Linked DNA regions of Zea mays: region 2 is linked to region 1. A link is a contact called in public Hi-C data. All regions are on one chromosome and are shown on one strand. Each heading gives the region's core, a stretch centred on a gene start, on an enhancer-like site or on the middle of the called end of the contact. The rest is flanking DNA. Distances are from core to core; before and after follow the strand shown. Region 1 holds the start of LOC100383835. Region 2 holds the start of LOC100273650 (putative carboxylesterase 8).

Region 1 (3,385 bases), core at 660-3,159:
TGTAAAGGTAGTACTCAAGGATCTACCATCATACGAATTTTCAGTTTCACATTGCAATTCAGTTGAGTAGAGAAAAAGGCAAGGGGAGAAGTGTGTCAATCCTAAATCCTAACTTCTGTTTGTATCCTTTACCCCTTAGAATTCATCAATAGATGGTTGTTAATTACATCAAGATGAATCAAACAAGTGATATCGTCTCATATAGGTTCTTAATGGTAAAATTTTGTCCCAGATTTACTTTTTACCAAACCATTTAAGTTTCAATTTCTATGTAACCCTACCAGATGAATCAAACTACCAAATTCCCTACTTGAAAGTATTAGCCTATCATTCCAAGTTCAATTGTGATTCACCAATGATCAAGCTGATCAATGAAATGGACAAAACACGCAGAAGAAACTAGAAATTCACCACCAGTTAGGCAGTTACTGACAGATAAAAGTATAAAACCACAGTATAGTGCAACATCCTAGCAAAAGACTTGTATTCCTGAATCAGACTTGGTATTCCTGAATCTTCCATGAACATGACTACTGCTCACATTACGAAGACTAACTTTAGGAGATGCCACTAAAAGAGAATGGGCTGGGTATCGCTACATCCCGTCAGACTAATTCACTGATTGACAGCCTGGATTACCAACCTTCCAGCTATGAAACAGTGCAACTGATGTAGATTGACAAGGGGAAAAAAGTCTTGATTAGGGGAGGCATTCTAAATATTTAGGCCTTGAAATATGATCACCTAGCCACTTTAGTTTTGAATTAAGTGGTCCTCAGTACCACATTCCACAAGCTTTCGGCACAAGAACTTTCTGAAAGGGTAAAAATTTGACTATGCTTACAAAAAAGATTGCACCTACTTCTCCAAAGAGAAACCAATTTAAAAATCCAGCTAGTAAATGTAGCTTCTATGAGCCTCCAAGTGCTCCATTATTGGTTACAAAATTTTGCAGATAATTAACAAGGTATTCCATTTGAAGAATTCAGTGGAGCCGGCTATACTGACGTCTTCATGAAGAATGGATACCGACAACAAAGTTGGAATGTTCCTGTCGTGCATTCAATCTGCAGTATTTGAGGAAGCTACTGGTATTACACACTTTCATTCAATCTCCCATCTGAATGCAGCACATGCTGGATTATCTGAGCACAGAGGTACAGGTCTTGCAAGGAATCAACAGCACCACCAAAGGGAGAGGACTGTCCTAGTACCTACTTGATCACTCCCTGCGACCAAATTCCATGACTTTGAGCATGCTATTCCGAACAAACTCTCATCCCAAAACGTGGGAAGTCCAACCCTTTTGCGGAACAAACACCTGACATATCAGGCCGCTGTTTTAACCACGACAAGAGATAAAAGATGGGGATCCCCAAGCTGACACCTCTGAGCGTAAGTAGGCCTTCGATCTAGCTAAGCATTGCAGCGAATTTTGGATGGCAAGCCTCGGTGCATCCGAAAGCACAAGGAAGACGCGCATGACCTCGTTTCGCAGCGATTACCGTGTCGGCCATACACGAGCTGTGGAAGCGGAACTCAACAGCACAGGGAGGGAAGGAAGCATAGCATCAGGTCTCCGTCGTCCCCACCAAGATTAGCAAGGACTCGAAAAAGCTAAGCTGGGTACCGCAACTCGCAAGCATGTGGCTGCAAGTAAATCGAGCGAGGAGACGCAGAATCTCAACTCACACTGATGACCAGGCGCGGGGATGGTGACCTCGCACCCTTGCGCAATCCCCATCTTGCACGGAGCCACGGACGGCCTCAGGGGAGTGGGACCCGGGTGCACGGACTCTACCGGCCTCCTCCTGGTTCCTGCACACTCCGATGGCGATGCCCGGAGGCCGGAGGGCAGCCGAGCGGCAGCCGGCGGGTGAGGTTGGATTCCGTGGGTCCCATGGCAGCGGGCGGCGGGCGCGTCTGGAGATGTGACAGTTTTTTTTTTTTTGAGAAGGTGTGGGTGAATGGACGTCTCCCGCGAAACACTACGACCAGCCCAGATAGCAGCGATTTGGGCCTCTGCAAATCGCAGAGGAAGCTGTAAGAGAGAGTATTGGACCATCAATACAGCCCCAAGTATGATTCCATCGGCCGACGGATTCCCAGACCAACACATCCAGCCCATATTGAGACTGGCCCGCCGGGCGCCGAGTAGGGATAAAAAACGGACAAAAAAATGTCTCTTCCGTTTCCATCTCTTCATTTCTAAAAAATGAATCAGGTTCAGAATAGTCGGTAACAAAAACAGAAACAGGATAAACAAGTGTACACAAATGAATAGAAGCGAAAATATCAAGTGGAAACTCATAATTTATTATGAACATATATAATATTGATGGCTAACTAGTGATTGACTAGCAAAGTAACAACATGAAACAAGTAGATAGAAAGGGACGACATTTTATTGTTGTTAGCTTGCTATTGACAAATATATAGCTATCACTGGTGTTGTTTGAGTCTTTATGTCACTTGTCGTTGAGAAGAGTCTATGACTAGAATAACGTCTTGTGCTATAATTTACCACCTAGAGATACGAAGCTTTAGCTAATGCACATATAGAGTCGATCCAGGATTTTTCAAATACGAAATAAAAATGGATTCAACCGAGAAAACAGAATCCCGTAAAACGGACAGAATAGACTCTCTTCTGTTTTCGACCCATTTTCAAAATTTTCCCTAAATTTCAAAACGGACGGACCTGTCCATTTTATCCCTAGCCAACACTGCATGTCGCACAAGCAGGGGCGGATCTACGTTGAAGACGTGTTGTCCTTAGACAACAACGATTTTTTCCATAACCCAGTACATATCTAAACTCATAGTGGATGACAACATCTCAGATTGAAGAAGGTCCTCATTTGTATCTATATCTTGTTTACTATTTATTAAAACGGTAGTGTAGACCACATGCACAACCATGCCCCCGCCCCTGCCTCCCCCGCCCCGCCCCCGCAACACAGATTCCGCCCATGCCACCACGTCGTCCGCAACCCCGTCCTCTTCTTTCCCGTCAAGTCGCTGGTTGTGCCGCTACCTCCCTTCTCGCCTCCATAGCCGTGCAAAGATGCCCGCTCGCCACGACGTTGCGTTCATCCCTATGACGTCGCAGCCAGCCTACAGTCTGGTCGCGATAAAGCCTGCTATGGAGGACAGCTCATCATCCTCACAGGGGCAGCTCGCGCAGGCGCAGCCTTGGCAGCAGGAGGAGCCAGGAGCCCCACGCTCCAGTTCCCACACGACGATAGTCGCGCCCGCCCACTCGCTCACCGCCGCCCCACTAAGGGCCCCTGCTCACCCTCTTCGGATTGTTCATGCAATGGGATTTATTCACAGAGATCTCAAGTCAGATAATCAATTAAGATTGCTGACTTTGGAATTGCTT
Region 2 (3,385 bases), core at 249-2,748, 150 kb before region 1:
TTGACCGGATTTGGAGGCGGGGTGACGATGGGATTAGTGTGGGGGTTGAATAACGCTATTAGACTGTCTCCAGTACAGTGTGAAAATACAAAATATGTAACTTTATATGATACTGTTTATAGATAGAAGTTTGAAATAGAGGATGCATGAGATAGATGATTATTTGATAAGAAATGTGATGAAGATAGTTTTAGATAGCGCTGAGAATGGTCGCGGGCCAAAAAAATCCGAACAAAACATCTCCTATATTCGTTGCCGTGGCCGATAGCTGCACGCGTCGCGAAAACTACACGTCCGGCGGTCCGGTGCGTTGCGGTAGCTGCTACAGTACTCACGTGTTACATAGTAGTCGCCGCCTGGTGGCTCTGGTGCCAGTTTGTCAAGATTCAACACGGCCGAGAATTATTGCGCACGGTCACACAATCCACAACGATGCAACACGTATGTCCACTTGTCACCGGCCGGCACGAAATTCAACGTGTCAAGCGTCGCCGGTGTACACGAACTCGCGCATCGCGGCGAACAGCACCTCGGCGATCTCCGGCACGAACAGCTCCGACGCGTGGAACCCCGCGACGTCCAACTTCACGACGACCTCCGCCTTCGCGCCGCCGCGGTCCTGCAGCCACCGAGCGAACTCCCGCTGCCTGTCGATCAGCGGGTCGCCCAAGTTGCCGGTGACCAGGCAGCGCGGCAGGCCGGCAAGGGCCTCCGGCGCCATGGCCTTGACGGGGTTGCAGAACTCGTGGTCCCGGTCGGCGCCCAGGGGCAGCGCGAGGCTCCAGAGCCTGTCGTTGGCCTCCAGCGGCAGCATGGCGTCGTCGACGGACCTGGCCTCCGAGGGCGTCCGGTCGACGCCGCCGAGGTAGGGCTGGTGCAGCAGGAGGCCGCGCACCGTGGCGGGGCCCAGGTCGAGGCCCCCGGTCCGGAGCGCCGCGAAGAACGCCATGTTGCCGCCCGAGCTGCTGCCCATGAGGAAGCAGCGGGAGAGGTCGCCGTGCGCCGCGACCCAGGGGTCCCCCGGCGCGCCGTCGCGGAGCCACGCCACGGCCGCGGCGGCGTCCTCGTAGGCCGCGGGCAGGCGGTGCTCCGGCGCGAGGCGGTACTCGAGGGACGCCACGATGGCGGGCACCGCGGCGGCCATCGCCTCGCAGTGGCCGTGGTAGAATACGGTGGCGGCGGAGAGGATCACGAAGCCGCCGCCGTGGAAGTAGAGGACGACGGGGAGCTTGGCGGCCGGCGCGGAGGACAGGTCGGGCAGGTAGAGGCGGAGGTACGTGCCGGCGGAGGCGTCGAGGGGCACGTCCCTGGAGACGACGCCGCCAGCGGCTACGGCTGAGGCCGGGACGAGGGGGACCTCGGGGCGCGTGACCGTGCCGTCCGGGTTGACGACGATTTGCATGAAGAGGTTGGTCTCCTTGGTCATCGGGGGTGGACTCAGGGCGGCAGCGCCGGCAGCGACGTCGCCCATGGTAGTCCTTTCTTCCTCACAGTCTAGGCTCGCTCTGTTTCTTTGATGACTGGAGGAAGCGGATGTATAAAGTCGTCGCGGGCGGCTCGCAATGGTGTCTGTAGAGTGTAGAGGTATAAATGCATGCGCTGGCGCTGCGCCGGTGTTGTGGCCCGTCAGCCCGTGGGTCGCGTGGGTCGGTGGTTGGCGTCAAATCAGCACAAAATCAGGGCAGTTTTCTGATGGAAACGAGGAGGCGCGGTGGGAAACGTGGCTGCACCAGTCGCCACAAGAGGAAGCAAGTATATGTCACATCAAATTTGGGATAATATAAAAAAAGAAAAATAAAGAGAAAAGAATAGCCTGTTTAATGATAGTCAACTAAAAATAGACTACTCATGAATTTTAAAATACCTTGCAAGTATAGATGGCCAAAAAGCACGAGGCCCGTGAGCCCGGCACGAAGCCCGGTTTTTGGGCCCGGTCCGAAACCGGCACGGTAGAATAAGCGGGCGGGCTTGGACAGGAAACTAGGCACGGCGGGCTAGCCCGGTACGGCCCGTTTACCTCTAAGCCCGTTAAGCCCGGTTTTTTTACACTAAAACGTGCTTACCGGCCCGTTTAGCACGTTTTTGGCCCGTTTTTTTCGTGCTAAACGGGCCGGCCCGGCCCGTTTAGGCCCGCTGCGGGCCGGGCTTGGACAGAAACTTGAGCACGATGTCACAGCAGGCCCGGCCCGGTTTTTGGCCGGGCTTCACCGGGCCCGGGCCGGGCCGGGCCGGGCGGCCCGTTTGGCCATCTCTGCTTGCAAGAGGAGGAAGAGCTAAAAATCCAATACCATGATCTTTTTGTCACTAAACTAGTCCTTAGGTTGAACTTATATCACGAGAGAGTTATTCTCTTATTAGATTTTTAGTTGATTATAAGTAACATTAAAGTTATCTCTAGTAGGTCGTGGATATAAAAAATGAGCAAGAAAATTATACTATTCACGTGTATGCGGTCACGCAAAAAGTCTGTTCTCTCACGGCATCGCGCATCCTCGTGAGTTCCCACGGTCACGCAAACAGGCCTACTCTCATGTCACATCGTGTGTGCCAATTGTTGAAGGATTTGTGATTGTTCTCGCAGTCTGCTAAAAACTATAGTTTTTTGCAACGTCTCGTCTTTGTCCAACGAATTAGATGTGCATCTACTTATGCAGTGCTGCTGGAGTTAGCCTAACATAAGTTGAGCGGTGCCAAACTAAGATCAATCAAGCTCTAGTTTGATTCTCATAGAAGCATATATGGACTAATAGTAATATGGTTAAGCTAATTCACGATTCCTCATATCTTATTCATTTTGGCTTGACCAATCCTCTTAATCACTTCAATCTCTATTCTAATCATATTTATGAATAGTGTTTTCTTAGGTCTTGTCCATATATTCAAACCAATATAGAGATCATATTATATCCATTTGCATTATCTCATTGGTTATTTAACCTTGGGTTGAACCTTTGTTCACTAATTATTATGCAATATCCAAGTATGTTTATCATACGGATTTTCCTATTCAACACTTAGCAAATTTGTTAGACCTTTAAATATGTTGTTATACAATTAATCAAAACCCACAAAAGAGATTAATGTGCTTTCAGACACCCCAGCGGGAGGGGGAATCCCGATAGCCGTCTAAGTCGGCTACACGGTAGGGAGCAGATGGAGCTTCTAGGTGGGGGGCGGTCGCCTGTTATCGCAATGCCACACAAGGAGGGGGCAGGCGTTTAGCCGATGGGATGGAGTTTCGTTCGTTGGCCATCTGACACCGTGGGAGGGGGGGGGGGGGGGGGATGGAGCTCCTAACGGAGGGGGCTACTTATAGCCAGGGGCGGATCTACACCCCGGGCCACCCGGTTCGTGGCCCGGGGCTTGATCCATATAACTCTATATA

The links. A called contact is a pair of places that touch in the nucleus more often than the background predicts.
Region 2: a contact with region 1 is called in a Hi-C map of leaf mesophyll, with 1.8 times the contacts expected there. The contact joins the promoter of LOC100273650 here to the promoter of LOC100383835 in region 1. A contact is called at or near these places in 6 of 25 Hi-C or Micro-C datasets (bundle sheath, ear, endosperm and 2 more).

What each region holds. Positions count from the first base shown.
Region 1 is chr1:211,804,763-211,808,147 of Zm-B73-REFERENCE-NAM-5.0, reverse strand. LOC100383835 reads right to left here and starts at 1,909. Exons shown (of 3, transcript NM_001176467.1): 1 at 1,693-1,909.
Region 2 is chr1:211,949,756-211,953,140 of Zm-B73-REFERENCE-NAM-5.0, reverse strand. LOC100273650 (putative carboxylesterase 8) reads right to left here and starts at 1,498. Exons shown (of 1, transcript NM_001148064.1): 1 at 145-1,498. The coding sequence starts at 1,471. The coding sequence ends at 482.